Linked DNA regions of Mus musculus: region 1 is linked to region 2. Evidence: chromatin contacts called from public HiChIP or PLAC-seq data. All regions are on one chromosome and are shown on one strand. The core of a region is the stretch at or near the end of the contact, and the rest is flanking DNA. Distances in the headings are between cores, read along the strand shown. Region 1 has its middle 38 kb from the start of Gm35326. Region 2 has its middle 230 kb from the start of Gm35274.

The links. HiChIP or PLAC-seq counts read pairs in DNA pulled down with a chosen protein or histone mark.
Region 1: an H3K27ac HiChIP or PLAC-seq map of SST interneurons shows a contact between it and region 2, with 7 times the contacts expected there. The contact joins two enhancer-like sites. A contact is called at or near these places in 1 of 484 Hi-C or Micro-C datasets (cerebral cortex) and 1 of 115 datasets of contacts at active chromatin or transcription factors (SST interneurons).

Annotation. Positions count from the first base shown.
Region 1 is chr12:97,832,381-97,839,781 of GRCm38.p6, forward strand. No RefSeq gene overlaps it. Among named protein-coding and RNA genes, the nearest start is that of Gm35326, 38 kb to the right of the region's middle. Within about 2 kb of position 4,046, at least 52 of the 459 cell types and tissues checked have an H3K27ac peak or open chromatin away from gene starts, as enhancers often do. A contact at or near this core is called in SST interneurons, where this site is marked.
Region 2 is chr12:97,506,058-97,513,634 of GRCm38.p6, forward strand. No RefSeq gene overlaps it. Among named protein-coding and RNA genes, the nearest start is that of Gm35274, 230 kb to the right of the region's middle. Within about 2 kb of position 6,039, at least 10 of the 459 cell types and tissues checked have an H3K27ac peak or open chromatin away from gene starts, as enhancers often do. A contact at or near this core is called in SST interneurons, where this site is marked.

The DNA of each region.
Region 1 (7,401 bases), core at 2,796-5,295, 320 kb after region 2:
TCTCAAGTCTCTTCCAACACTACCAGCAGTTTGGGGACAATAAAAAACTTGAGACTATGGGGGACATTTCAGATTGATATCATGAAATTTTGAGATATAGAGGAGCCAGCAGAACAAAAGTGGTCTCCCATCGTAAGGAAGCATGTAAAACATGCTTGGTCTTTAACTGACAGTCTCTAAAATCATCTCCTGCTAGACTTCACATTTCTTGGGAATAAGGATTATGTTCTGAGGGAACATGCCAAGAAAAGGCTGATAAATACATGATGTAAAACAGCAGGGAGATCGTGAATTAATGTTTTGTTAGTGCACTCTAGCGTAGGATTTGACATCTGATGAGGACAGAATAAATATTTGATTGAAGAGATTTGAGGACTCTCTTTACAGAGACATATTTAAAGACCATGAGAAGGAAAGAAGAAAGGACTAACGTTACTGGGTCAGATAAGTCTTTACCACAGAGGTAATGCATCAAACCTGATAGTGACCATGACAGAAATCTATAATAAATTAATATATTATGCCTTCACTACCATTACAGCGATAAGACCGACATGCGTGCCAAGTCTACTGCAGAACACAGCCAGGATTCACCATGCTTCTGTTGATATTCCCAAGGTGCATATGATTTAAATATATCTCTAAGTAAAAAATAATAATTAGATAATCACTAGCAGGAAATAAACTTATCCCACTGTTACAGAAAGATACATTAATAAACCTGTAAAGTTAATAGTTCTTAAATACCTATCTCACCCATGTCTATATAAAAATATCTGAGATCTGGATATTTGGGGAACCTCAGGGTGCGGGCAGCTTTTAGCATTCCCCTCAAGCTTCTCTTACTCTCTATTTTCTCACAGACTGATTTGAATAAAGATTGCCACTCCAATCCAGCCAGCCCTTTTCTTTTGAATGATACCAGGATTAGGTAATCAGATCAATTTGTTGTTAATCTGAAGGAATTTTCGTTCCAATGAGACTTGTCAGATGCATTTGTGTCTCTTGAAATCACTGCAATTAACCAAGCAGAGGTAAAATGAAGAGCGGCACCCGCCTGCTCACCGAAAAGGCAATCAAGGACAAAGTAGACGCTGTGGGGAACAGAAAGCATGACTTTGTGTCTCTCACAGAACATGGTATGGTGCTAGATTCAGGGAGGATTTTCGCAACTTCCCTGGCATGGACATCAACTCAAAAGTATCCCTTAAAACAGGGACACATAACTACCACCAGTACCACATATAGGAGAATCACAGCCCCTGGCCAACAGGTGAGCTGTCCTCTGGCTGCTATCCATAAGAGGGAGAGCATTTTCCAGACTTTCAGTATAGCTATAGTCAGTAGGTAAAACTCAATAATCACAGCACATGTATAAAAAATAACTATGAGGCTCATGACAGGCTTGATACTAAAGCAGATACTGTTATTGTGATAAGCACCATGACCTATAGGCTATTGCCATTCATCTAGGAAGGCCAGGGCAGGAGCTCAAGGCAGGAACCTGGAGGCAACTGAAGCAGAGATCATGGAGGATGGTACTTACTGGCTTCTTTTCTCTGGTTTGCTTAGCTATCTTTCTTATATAGTCCAAGTCTATGTATGTAGGAAGACATCACGCACTGTGGACTAGGCTCGCCTACACCAATTTGAAACCAAGAAGATCTACATCCCCCACAGACATGCCCACAAGAAAACTGATAGAGACAATTCTTCACTTGAAGTTTTCTCTTCTCAGCCATGTCAAGGTGACAACAAATATTAGAGCCACCGTGCTCTGTTTCCAAAGATCCTGCTTGTGATGTTTAGGGCCTCTGCACAAGGCCCTCTGAAAACATGAGGCAACATGAATGTTTTCTTCTGTCAAGTTAGTTCTTATATATTTTATGACAGTACAGAAAGCTGACTAACATCTAGTGGACATCCAGGAAGCAGCAGTAAGGCAATGGGAAAGTGTGGATCTCTCAAAGACTTGAGCTACTCTCCCCAAGGGGATAGACATAAAGTCCCAAGGGGATGCACAAGGTGGGCAAAACAAATGATAAAAAGAAATGATCCTTATGGTTTGACGGAACTCTCGGCATCAAGACAAAGTTCTTACACAGAAAAGAATTAAGATGTAGGGCCTGTAGCAATTGGGATGGGCTAGTCGATATTGCAGGAATAGACAAAAGTGTCTCCTGGGTTCCAACAGCAGCATGCAGTTCTTATTCACATTATGGCCGCCATAGTCATGGTCATCAATGCATTGCTCAAGCTTTGCTTCTCACAGTTGCTCAGGGACCCCGTGTCTAGGAACACCCATTCTTCAATGGCTTCATGGCTATAGAAAGAAGCTAAAAATACCTCACATCACAGAGGCTCTCTGCCTACTGGCCACATACCAATTTTACTTCCTAGGAAAAACAACTCACACAACAACCCTGTATTCCCTCAATAATATGGGACTTTATATAATCCTTCATGCTAACATATGAAAACAATAAAATCTACCAGGGTATAGTTTTACAAGTTTGTAAAAGTTAATTCTGATCACATTCCCAAGCCCAAAAGGGATAATAGCTATGATGTTGTGTATGAGATAAGGTAGTTACGTTATATCTAATATCCATTATGTTATTGTACTTCTATACCATCCATATGTCAGATGTCCTGAAGATAATATTTTATTTTTTAATTTTATTTTTCAATGAAAATAAAGTTGTTTTCATACAATATATTCTGATCATAGTTTCCCTCCCTCATTTCCTTCCAGATCCTTCCCGCCTCCCAATCCTCCCAAGTCTACACTTTCTTTCTCTATCTCTTAAGATAAGAGCCAGGCAACTTAAAAAGACAAACAAGCAAGGATACAACAAAACGAATAAACAAACAAATGAAAGCTAATACAGAGCATGAGAAATGAATACACATGTAGACATACAAACACGCACGCACACACACACCAAAAGCCATACAAACTCAAAATTGGAAACCATAATATACAAGCAAAAGACCAATACATAAATTAAAAATACCCAAAGTAAGCAATATGAGACAAAAGAAAAATGTATAAAAGCATCTTAGAGATTGTTTTGTGTTGACTACCCAGGGACACTCCCTTGAATGGGCCAATTTTTCCTTTGTGAGTAGTTGTTAATTGGAGAAGGATTCTTAGTTGGGAATAAGAGTGTGTCTACTTGCTGAACTCAAGAAAGGGACCCCATTTGTCTTGAATTTTTTCAGGCCCTGTGTGTGCTGCTGGTTTCCAAGTTCAAATGTGTTTAGAAATTCTTGTGTTCTTAGTATCATCCATCCCCTCTGGCTCTTCTAATCTTCCCAAGACCTCCACATAGTTCCCTGAGTTCTGAGGGGAGGGATTTGATGGAGACATCCCATTTAGGACTCTCAGTTTCTATACATTGTCCAGTAGTGCATTTCTGTAGTAGTGCATCTCGACTGCAGGAAGAAGTGTCTCTGACAAGATATTAGTTTCTCATCACAAAGATTCTATGACGTTAATGCTTTTCCCTCTATGTTATAGGTAGAAGACCTCAAGTAATAAAAATTATATTACTTAATTAGGTTAAAAAATGTGACAAATTAGCAAAAACAGAAACACAACGCGTTCCATCTCTCCATCTTTCTCATATCTCCACTATCCCATCACACCTCCCTTAGTAGAATGACAAAGTAGAGTCAACAACAAGCTGCACACAGTCTGACCTGGAAAATCGGTGGCCTTAAGTCTACAGAGATGTTCAAAACATCACCCTTAGTGTACTATCAGTGTATACACAGAATAGGAAATGGGAGAGGGAGGGCTGTCAAATTCATTTTTCCACATTAAATTTTACTATCTGCTCCTCACGTTCCAGGTTTTTAAAACCAGCATCTAAAGAGCTCATTGCTAATCAGGGTCACTCTTTTCTCTTGCATGAGCTATGAAGGGTTCCATGAGCTTTGCTACACAAACAAATCCCTGAGTCAGACTGCACTGTGGAGGAGCAGCTGTGTGGGCTCCTGCCACCCAGATTACCATATTCACCGGCTGCACAGCTGAGTGGAGGGGATTGCAGTCTGCTCTGCTACTTAAGATTCACTCAGGGCATCATTTCTGCTGAACTGCACACCCATAATGAAGACAGTCACTCTTCTCCTTCATGTCTACTTGTACTTGTTCCCTTAATGGAAGCTTCTTGCCTTATGGAGTTCAAATTAAAATGCCATTTGTCATTGAGCATTAAAAAAAAAAAATACTCCAACTGTGAGAAATCATAGCTAAATCTGGAGATCAGCCAGTGGCTTCTGGATGCCAGGCTAAGTAAAACAAGGCCCCTCAGAGAACAGACAGAGTGTTTTAACACATGCCTGGTGCTTCTTGGAGCACACCTAAAGAGCACTCGGCGTATCCGCTCAGGGAAGCCACATAGTTGGAGGATGACTTCGGTCATTTCAGATGCATCCCTGCGAAAGCAAGGGACTCTCGAGAAAAATCAATTCTCAGAGTGACACAGAGGTACTCAACAACACAAGCAAGCACTCCACTTCTCATTCTGAACCACAGAGCTTATTCAATATTAGAAAAAACAAAGATGGATGAGACACCATGCACACTCTCAAAGATGGTTGGGAGGGTGGTTGTATTGTCAAATAATGCGTCATAGGAACAACGTGAGTTCCAGAAGAAACTTCAGAAGTATCCGTCTATGGAGAACTTTCGCTTCTTTTGTAAAATGTGTAAACTCAACTAGCAGCAACCTTTAACATAAAATGGAGAATTTTTATTAACCAGAAAATGATATTATTACAATCATATGTCTGTAATAAAAGAAGAAAGAAATGGTCTATCACATGGACTACGCTGTTGTTTGTATCTTAGAACCTGCTAAATATTTGCCCAAACAAATGACTTAGATAGAGAAATGTACACATAAATATATGGAACACTTATAAGACCTCAAAATACACAACTGAAAATTATTGCCCAGGTCTTGTATCATCAGAAATTTCAGATTTTAAGGAGAATAACCTGATGTTTACACTGAAACTTTAATGAAGACTAGGCACCAAGGATCTGTGTAATTGGGACAGAATATACTGGGCTCTGTTTAACCCTGTGGGAAGAACAGTTATATTCTAAGCTATTGCAAACCAATATAGCAGTTTCCAAGTAAGGAATGGTGCCTGCATGAGACTATGGTATTCCAGGAGTCAAAATCCTGTCTTGTGCACATGCCTTTGATGGATTCCATCAGGCACTGTAGGGAGGAGGAGTTCCAAGAGAGTTTCCCAGATGGCGTGTGAGACTATGGTGAATATCAAGCAGTATTGTGACTCTGCCCATAGTCTGTTCTTCCTGAACAAAACTCCTAACTTGTCTTATGAAGGGGAACTCTTGATGTGACTTTTAGGCGCAGAGTGGGAAAAATATATTGCAACTCAACAGAGGGAGTCAGTCAAGGCTGTGTACTGATCAAAGGGCAAACCTGAAAGCTCTGAGAGACCCTCCTGAGAGTAAGATTTCTCCACACATCAGAGAACACGTACTTCTTTCCTTACCTACCCAATAAGCAGGGCCCACTTCCAGGTGAGCACAGCCTGGTACAGTGTGGTAGGTGAATTCCCTTCGATTGCTGCTCAAAGGAAAACCCTTAACTTATAGAAACACGGGAATGGAAAACATATATGTATCCAACCCTAACACCAAGATATCACAGAGGACCTTGGCATTTGTGGTGCATTCAGAGTAATTTAATTAGGAACAGCAGCCTCAATCACAGCACAACTGACTAGGGTAACTCTGCCTTCCCACCTACTTGCCTCTCTATTCAAGACATATCCAATGTACGCAGAAGCCCCCTCCAGCTTTTTCGTCTTATATTTACATAAAGAATTCCTCATCTCATCTGTAACACAAAACATTCATCCCATGATGAACTCTAATGCATACATAGCATATCTGGCTGTCAATCAAAAGGCAAAAGGAACATAACTATAAAGAGACAAAGCAATCAGAATGAGAGTTATATGTGACAACGATTCTGGAACCAGCAAGCAACAAGTTAAACATAACCATGACCAGGGTACTAATGTAAAAAGTGACCAACAGAGCTGGGATCAGCAGGTAAGTAAAGCATGCAGACTTGCCTTTGGATCCCCAGCGCACACATGGAATTAACCACATCTACAATCCCAGCTCTTGGAGACTAGAAGCTGGCTCTTTCCTGAGCTCACTAGCTATATAATCTAGCCATAATCACTGACTGAGCTCCAAAAATAAGCCCCTCCCTCAAAACTTAAGGTGAAGAATAATCAGACACTCAAAATTGACCTCTGGCCTCTACATGCACAGTCACACTTGTGGATTTGAACCCACCACACAGATACACAAACACACACATGAACACAGTCCCACGAATACATATACTATATATGCATATTATAGGAACACTTATACACACAAAGTACACAATGCACATTCAGCAGGGTCATTTTTTTCTTTCCTTTCCTTTCCTTTTCTTTTCTTTTCTTTTTGTTATTTATTCACAGGCCCCCTTCTTCTTCTCCTCCCAATCCTACCTTCCAAACCATCTTATCCCATTTTCTCCTCCTCTTCTCCTCAGAGAAGGGGTGCCCCCTCCCCTAGGAGGAACAACCTGCTCTGACACATCAAGTCACATCATGACTCAGCTAGGAGAAAGGGTCCAAAGGGAGGAAACAGAGTTCAAGTCAGAGACAGCCCCCATTCCAGCTGTTAAGGAACCCACATGAAGACCAAGTTGCACATCTGATACATATGTGTAGGGACCCCAAGTCCAGTCAATGAATACTCCGTGTTGGTAGGTTAGTCTCTGTGAGCCCCTATGGGCCCAGGTTAGTTGGCTTTCTAGGTCATCTTGTAGCATCCTTGACCTCTCCAGCTCCCTCAATCCTTCTGTGAACCTTTCATAAGGCTCCCTGAACTCTGCTAATGTTCGCATATGGGTCTCTGAATCTGTTTCCATCAGCTGCTGGATCAAGCATCTCAGATGCACTAGGCTCCTGTCTAAGAGCATAGCAGAGTATAATCAAAAGTGTCAGGAGTTGGCTCTATCCCATGAGGTGGATCTCAAGTTGGGCCAGTCACTGGTTGGTCATTACTTGCTCCATCTTTATTCCTACATGTCTTGTAGGCAGGGTAAATTTTGGGTCAAAGGTTTTGTGGGTGGATTCATGTCCTCATCCCTCTACTGTAAGTCCTGCCTAGCTCTAAGACGTGGCCATTTCAGGCTCCATATCCCCGTGCTATGAATCTTAGCTAGGGTCACCCCCATATCCTCTCAGGAGCCTCCCTTGTCCCAAGTCTCAAAGATTGCTCTCTTAGATTTCCCTTCTCTCCCAACCCTCTCACCCCCACCCCTGCTCACGTCACCCCCATTC
Region 2 (7,577 bases), core at 4,789-7,288:
AAGATAACAAAACAAAATACATATGAAACAAGGCAAAAGCTCTCACACTAAGGCTGGAAAATGTGGTAGGTATACACTAAAAAAAAAAAAAAAAAAAAAAGATATATAGCTGGCTCTAGAGTTAGATTGATTCCTAAATTTCTAAGAAGCCACTGTAGTGATTTCCACAGTGGCTGTACAAGTTCGCAGCGATGGAGGAGTGGTCTCCTTGCTCCATATTCTCTCTGACATGAAATGACACTTGTGTTACTGATCCTAGCCATTTTGACAGATGTTGGATGGAATTTCAAAGTAGTTTTGATTTTCATTTCCCTGATGACTAAGGATGTTGAACATTTCTTTATTTCTCGGCTATTGGAATTTCTTCTAATCAGAATTCTGTTTAGGTATGTACCCCATTTTAAATTGGATTATTTGGGACGTTTGATATTTAGTTTCATTGCTTTTATATATTTTGGGTATCAGTCCTCTGTCAAATGTGGAGTTGCTAAAAAATTTTTCCTATTGTTTAGGCTACCACTTTGTCTGATTAATGGCATCCTTGGTGTTACAGATGTTCAGTTTTTGTGAGGTCTCATTTATTAATTATTAATCTTAATGCCTTCGTTTTCAGTGTTTTTGTTCAAAAAGTTACCTCCTGTGCCAATGTGTTCAAGGCTCTTTTCTATCAGGTGAATATATTTCTATCTTGAGGTCCTTGATACACTTGGTCATGAGTTCTGTGCATTGGTAATAAAAATTGATCTATATGCATTCTTCTGCATGCAGATATCCAGTTTAACCAGTAACATTTGTTAAAGATATTTTCTGCAGTGTGTATGTCTAGCTTCTTGCTCAAAACTCAGGTGCTCATAGGTTTTTGCATTTATTTCTGGTTCTTCAATTCATTTAGTTCCATTTAGCTCAGATGATCTTATGCCAATATTATGTGGTATTTATTACTCTAACTCTGTAGAACATTGTGAAATCAGGGATAGTATTACCTACAGAAGGTTTTGGTTTTTTTTTTTTTTTTTCATTGTTCAGGATTTTTTTTTTAATCTAATCTTGGGTCTTTTGTTTTTCCATATGAAGTTGATATTTGCCCTTTTGAGATCCACCAATAATTGTGCTGAAATTTTGATGAGAATTACATTGAATCTGTTGATTGCTTTTAATAGGATGGACATTTTTTCTATGTTAATCCTACCCACCCATGAGCACAGGAGATCTTTCCATCTTTTGATATACTCTTTAACTTGTTTCTTCAATGACGTCAAGTTTTTATCATTTAAGTTTTTTTTTTTTAACTTGGTTAGTGTTACTCCAAGATATTATTTAAGGTTACTGAGAAAAGTAGTGCTTCCCTGATTTATTTCTCAGTCCATTTGTCATTTGTTTATAGAAAGGCTACTGATTTTTGGGTTTTTTTTCCTTTTTTTTTTTTTTTTTTTCTGAATTAGTCTTATATCCAGTCACTTTTCTGAAAGTATTCATCAGCTATAGGAATTCATTGGTGGAATTTTTAGAGTCAGTTTTGCATACAAATATCTTCTGCAAATAAAGATCATTTGGCTTTTTCTTTCCTTAAGTTGTCTTATTGTAGATAAAACTTCAAGTAGTATATGGAAGAGATATGGAGAGAGTGAGCAACTTTGTGCTATTCCTAATTTTAGCGGAATTGCATTGAGTTTCTCTCCATGTAATATGATGTTGGCAATAGGCTTCCTGTAAATTGCCTTCATTACATTTAGGTATATCTTATGCATTGCTGATTTTTCCAGAACTTTTATCATGAAGGGGTGTTGGGGTTTTGTCGAAGGATTTTACTGCATCTAATGACATTATTTTATTTTAATGAAAAACTTCAAAATATAAACATAAAAATAAGAAAAATAGGGGACTGGAGAGATGGTTCAGCGGTTAAGAGCACTGACTGCTCTTAGACGGTCCTGAATTCAAGTCCCAGCTACCACATGGTGGCTCACAACCATCTCTAATGAGATCTGACACCCTCTTCTGATGTGTTTGAAGACAGCTACAGTGTACTTACATAAAACGAATAAATAAATCTTTTTTTAATAAGAAAAATAAAATAATACAAAGTATTTAATCAAAAACCACTTCTGAAGTATTTATTTCTGGATTTTGGTAAAATAAATTAGTATTGGTTTATTTGCTTCAGAAGCAATGATCTCAACTTGGAGTTGTGGGAACTTGATGGGCACCCAGTGAGATAAACAAATGACCAAGTGGAGATAGGAGCTACATACTTCTTTTTTCTCAGAATGTACTTCTTACAGGGAGAAGTTTAAGATCATCCAATCGACTACATCTTCCCAAGTACTCTTTCACTTCCCATGCTTCACTTCAGTTTTTCTTTACTTCTGCCATCCTCGTCTACTCCTTGGTCATAGAATAACAAATTATGCACCCCTACGATGTGTTTTCATAGAATCCAAACTATGAATAACTTCCCCATGAATATCTTATTTAGTTATGTAGACAGAGGTGGCATGTTTATTGTATGCCAAAATATTTCAGTGCAATATTTCATTAAAACTTTTAATATATGATTTGGGAATGAAAATAACTTATTCATGCACATGATAAAGAATCAACCTATTATGCAAAATGGATAACTTCAAGCTTTTTAGAGTTATGTGTCTTTAATCCAGATAGCTTTTTCTGGACTTTAGCCCCTAAGCTTTTCTTTTTAGGGATTCTGTTGAGATTTCCAGCCTGATGTTCACAATAAGAATTTATGACTCTTTCTCGTCATTATTGTCTCTATCATCCTATGTCTCATCGTTTCCATGGATATTTTTCCAAGGAGATTTATATTAACTTGTTTTATGTATTATGTCCAACACATACTCTTAAGAGTCCTGTATGTTGTTCACAGCCACCAGTATGAAAAAAAAAAAAGAGTTCATCTCCTGTATTCCAATTTTGCCACAGAAAATTGGTGGCTTTGGACTGATAACTTAATATTGCTGTGTCCTATGTGGCTTGGTCCTAGAAACCTGACTGATGCAATGAAAGTAGAGAGAAAGGACAGACACATATATAGAGAAGATTGATCAGGTGGGCTGTGTTCACTCTGTTGGAGCAACACCAACTAAGCAACAAACTGAACCTCAAGGTCTCTCTCTCTTTCTCTCTCTCTCTCTCTCCCTCCTCCCTCCCTCTTCTCCACTTGCCCTCTCCCTCTCCCTCCCCCTCCCTCTCCCTCTTCCCCTCTCTCTCTCTCTACAGCATTGAGAGGAGGAGCTAAATCTTAGTTTGCAATCATCCCAGAGGAGGGAGTTGCATTTGCTAACTTTTGCACATACTGTCAATATTCGCACACAGACTAGAGGAAGGATTTGTCAGTTCTGAGCCTGATCCTTATGGGGAAGCCTTTACCACTGCCATGACTCAGAGGCATTTGGTTTCTCCAGCTTCCCACAGAATAACCCTGGAGGTTTTAGTCCATCAGTTAAACTAATACAGAAAGAGTGCAATCAGCGTTCATACAAATGATTTAGAGAGACTTTCATTTAGAACAATGACTGGGAAATAGAAAGTACATAATGACTGATTTGTTGACTTCTTTCATTTTGTTGTCTCATAATTGTTTGAGGAAATGGAGACGTCATTTTAAATTTTCAAAGAATAGATCTTAAAACTTCATATCACAACTGGGGTTTATTTTAAACTAATTGACTCCTTTAAATGACTCTGTATATCTATTTAATATCAGGATATGTTTGTAACCTTTCATGTACCTATAAAACCCACCTGAAACTCTTGGTATTATGATATGCTTAGTAATGCAAAACTTAACTTGTTTCAGAAACATTGTGAGGTACATATACACAGTATAATTACATATCATGCACATAAATGACTAGAATAGTCCCTAAATATCAAATGCATTGTTTTTACTGAAACTTTTATGAAAATACAAATGAGGAACCAGATATCAAAAAGAATAAAGAAGCTAAATTTAAATCATATGAGATTTTAAAATCTTATTTCCCAACTCTCTGTATTTCTAACTCGAAGAAAACAATGTAAGGAATTAAAATTCCAACAACCACAGGTACAAGTCCTTTACCTGAGCTTGTAAGACACTGATAGTGCCAAAGCCCTTTTCAATGTTCCTATCCATCTCATATTTCCCATGTTGTCTATGGATAGAGGCATGAAACTGCAATGCATACTCTACTGCCCTCCTGCTTTTTGTTTTCCTTTGAGTGTTTCTATTGAATTTGACCAAGTACTTAATTATATAAGGTAAAATACTGAGTAAATGTAGAGCAAAGCACATTAAAATACGAATTACCATTTTGGGGAGAGACACATATGAAACACACATAGACGTGCCACGATCTATGCATTACATATATTATTGCCCATTCCTCCCGTTCTTTGAGAAGCACATGACTAGATCATTTGAGAAATAGAATGTCCCCACAAATGTCATGAAATGATAACTTCATTGTTACAATTTGTTCTTCAGAAATGCAATAAAATTTTAGCAAATATTTATTTTATCTCAAAGTTCTCTTTTATAGTAGTATTTTAAATCTATAATACTGTTTGATGTTACACAATAATTTTACTAACAAGATAGAACACAACTTTGGATAACCTCAATTATTTTCTTTCTGTTTTTTGACACTAAGTCTTGCTATATAGCATAAGCTGTTTTTCGACTCAAAATCCTCCTGCCTCAGTTTTGGAGTTGTATCATAGATGCATCCCTTGGAATTGAACTCAATTCATTGACAATTTCCTATGTATATCTAATGTATTTTATTATATCCACCCCAATTATTTTCTTTCATCCCCATTTCATTCCTCTTGAGCCTCTTATTCTTTCTCCAACATTACCCCTCTACTTGCATGTGTTTTACAATAAAAATTATCAGTTGTTTAATAAACCTTACTTCTCAAATTTACATGAGACAAGATAAGAAACTATACTTATAGTTGCGAACTATTATTGTTGTTTGGGCTTACCGATCTTTACAACATATTTTTAAGGTGTCTTTTCTCACTATAGAAGTCATTTCTTCAATGCCTTTAATAAAACACAGAAACAAAAAGCCCCGTTAACTTAACAAGAACATTCGCAGCCACTACTTGACATCTGTTAGTGACCGAGCATGGCCACTTGATATGGAAATAGCATACAATCTTCAGATCTCCACTTCTTATGATACAAAACCGTGTTCCTTGAATGGGATTCTATTGTACTGCCTCAATAAACATTTGCCTCTGTGTGTGGTTTGCACCTCAGAGACATCCAAATATTTGCTCTATCACTGTCAACCTAAGTTGTTATTTACTGAGCATACCATCCTGTCCCCAGGATGTCCCATGGTGCCTAGCATGCCTCACACCTGGGCAATGTTGAAGCATTCTCTTTCCCACCATTCACAGATCAAACACTAGTAATCTTTAAAATCCCAGACAGGTGCCATTAGCAAATTAGAAAGAATATTCATCTTTGCAACATTTCATTTTCTCAATCCTCCCTCTCACCCAGTTCAAACCAGTTTGTCTTGGCAAGCAGACTAGAAACGAATGGACTAGTTTAAAAGAAGCCACTCAACTGCATTGCAAGTGGAAAATAAAAAGAAAGACAAGAAAAGCCACCACAACATCACTTTAAAGCCTTTTTCTTGGGAAACTCAATTTAAAATCTACAGTGCACAGACATGGATTACACATTTTGCTCATTTAAACTTCCACATCAAGGTGATGCCTGGAGCAAATATTTAGTCAGGCAAATTATAATCTTATCAAAAGGAGGATTTATAAAGAGAAAAAAAAAACAGCAAGAAGCTCGCAGTAATGAGAGGAATGGTGTCTGGGTAGCGATTTCTAGTCTTTGCATTGATATTTGACAACATCCTCCTCAGCGACAGCTGCTTTATCACTGCCTTTAATGACCGTAAACCAGAAAATCTTGCATAATTCAGCGGGAATGTTCTGCAGGCCCTCCGTCTGTCTGAAGAAGTCTGCTTGGCTGAACAGTTTTGTATCCCAGGGATTTCTTGACTAACAGGTGCTCCATTACACACACCAACAATCGGCTGAGTGAGCAGGCCCATAATTCAGTGTGTATTGCTGTGTGATAACTGCTATGCAGAAATGAACTTCCTCCGAGGAAGAAAAAAAAAAAAGGAGAAGCATTTAACTTGTCCAAATGCATTTGAGCTGATGCTTTCGGAAAGACAATTAGAGTTCTGAGCAAGTGTTTGCAGTTCAGCCTCCATCCTCCTCTCACAAGTCCATGATTGTTGCTCACAGACAGAGCTACCCAGAGCAGCATTACGCTTTCCCTTTGCAGACTTGTACTACTTTTGCATTAATACATAGTGGGAATTCTATGATCGCTGATTCAAGTTGGAGCTTGAGAAACTGTCCATTCAGCTAAAAGGAAAGCGAAACAAAGTTTGCACCTAGAAACTCAATGCTGGTGCAATATCAACAAACCTGACTAAGAGTGAGTTGGGGGAGTGGGAGGTGAACAATCCTTGGTCTTCTGAATGCAACTTATTATCTCTTAAGATTTTGCTATTGAATACAAAAGCTGATTCATAGCTAAACAATCACTTCAGTTTCATTCATCTGGGAAGTTTAAGGAAGGAAGGAAGTGGTCATAGTACTTTGATGTGTGTTTGTGTGTGTTTGTGTGTGTGTGTGTGTGTGTGTGTGTGTGTGTGTGTGTGTGTGTGTGTGTTTCCACATGCCTATGGAAACAAGAAGATGACACTGACTGACCTATGATATCACTCTTAGGCTTGTCTTGAACAATAGAGTGGAGACCAGCAAGCCCTAAAGAATCCTTTGTCTCCTACCTCAACAGCACCAGGGTTACAGTCATGCAGCCACACCCAGCTTCTTATGGGACTGCATAGATCCAAACTCAAACCCTCATGCTTATGTATCAAGTCCTTTTAACCATTGGCCTATCTCTCCCACTCTGAGTACTGAGAAGTTTAAAAGGAGATTGGGGTACAATATATTGTGTGATTATACACATAATATAAAACCATAGGTTATAAGGTTACCTGACCAACCAAAAGCCCAATATTCTTATATCCAACAAGGAAGAAGCTGTGGAATGCTCCCTTGGGTTCGGTGATGGTAATAATAGCTATTCTGTATCTCACTGCAAGTATTTACAAGAAACAAATGGAAGGAACAATGTAGGATTCCTTAGAAAAGGATAATCTGTGTAGAGTATAGAAATACATTCACTGTAAAGGATGAAGATACTGATGTTTTATGAAGAAATGAGGTTGTTATTTGTGGAAAATCTTTACACAATCACTTCTGTTTTAGAGTCTATCAGCCCAGCATGGCTAGATAACATTCCTTGATCCTCTCCAGCCTTCTAACACTTCAAGATGTTCCAAGCTTCAGCCAGTATAGTTCATGTCACTCCCTTCCATAAATCTCTCCTGGAGATTTCCCCTAGCCTGATCTAGCTGTTTAAAGCTCCATAAAAATGAATACAAACTCTTAATCAATCACAGTACATCCCAAACTACAGCATGGTTCTCATCTACTTCTCATCAATGGTCCTCAAACATTTA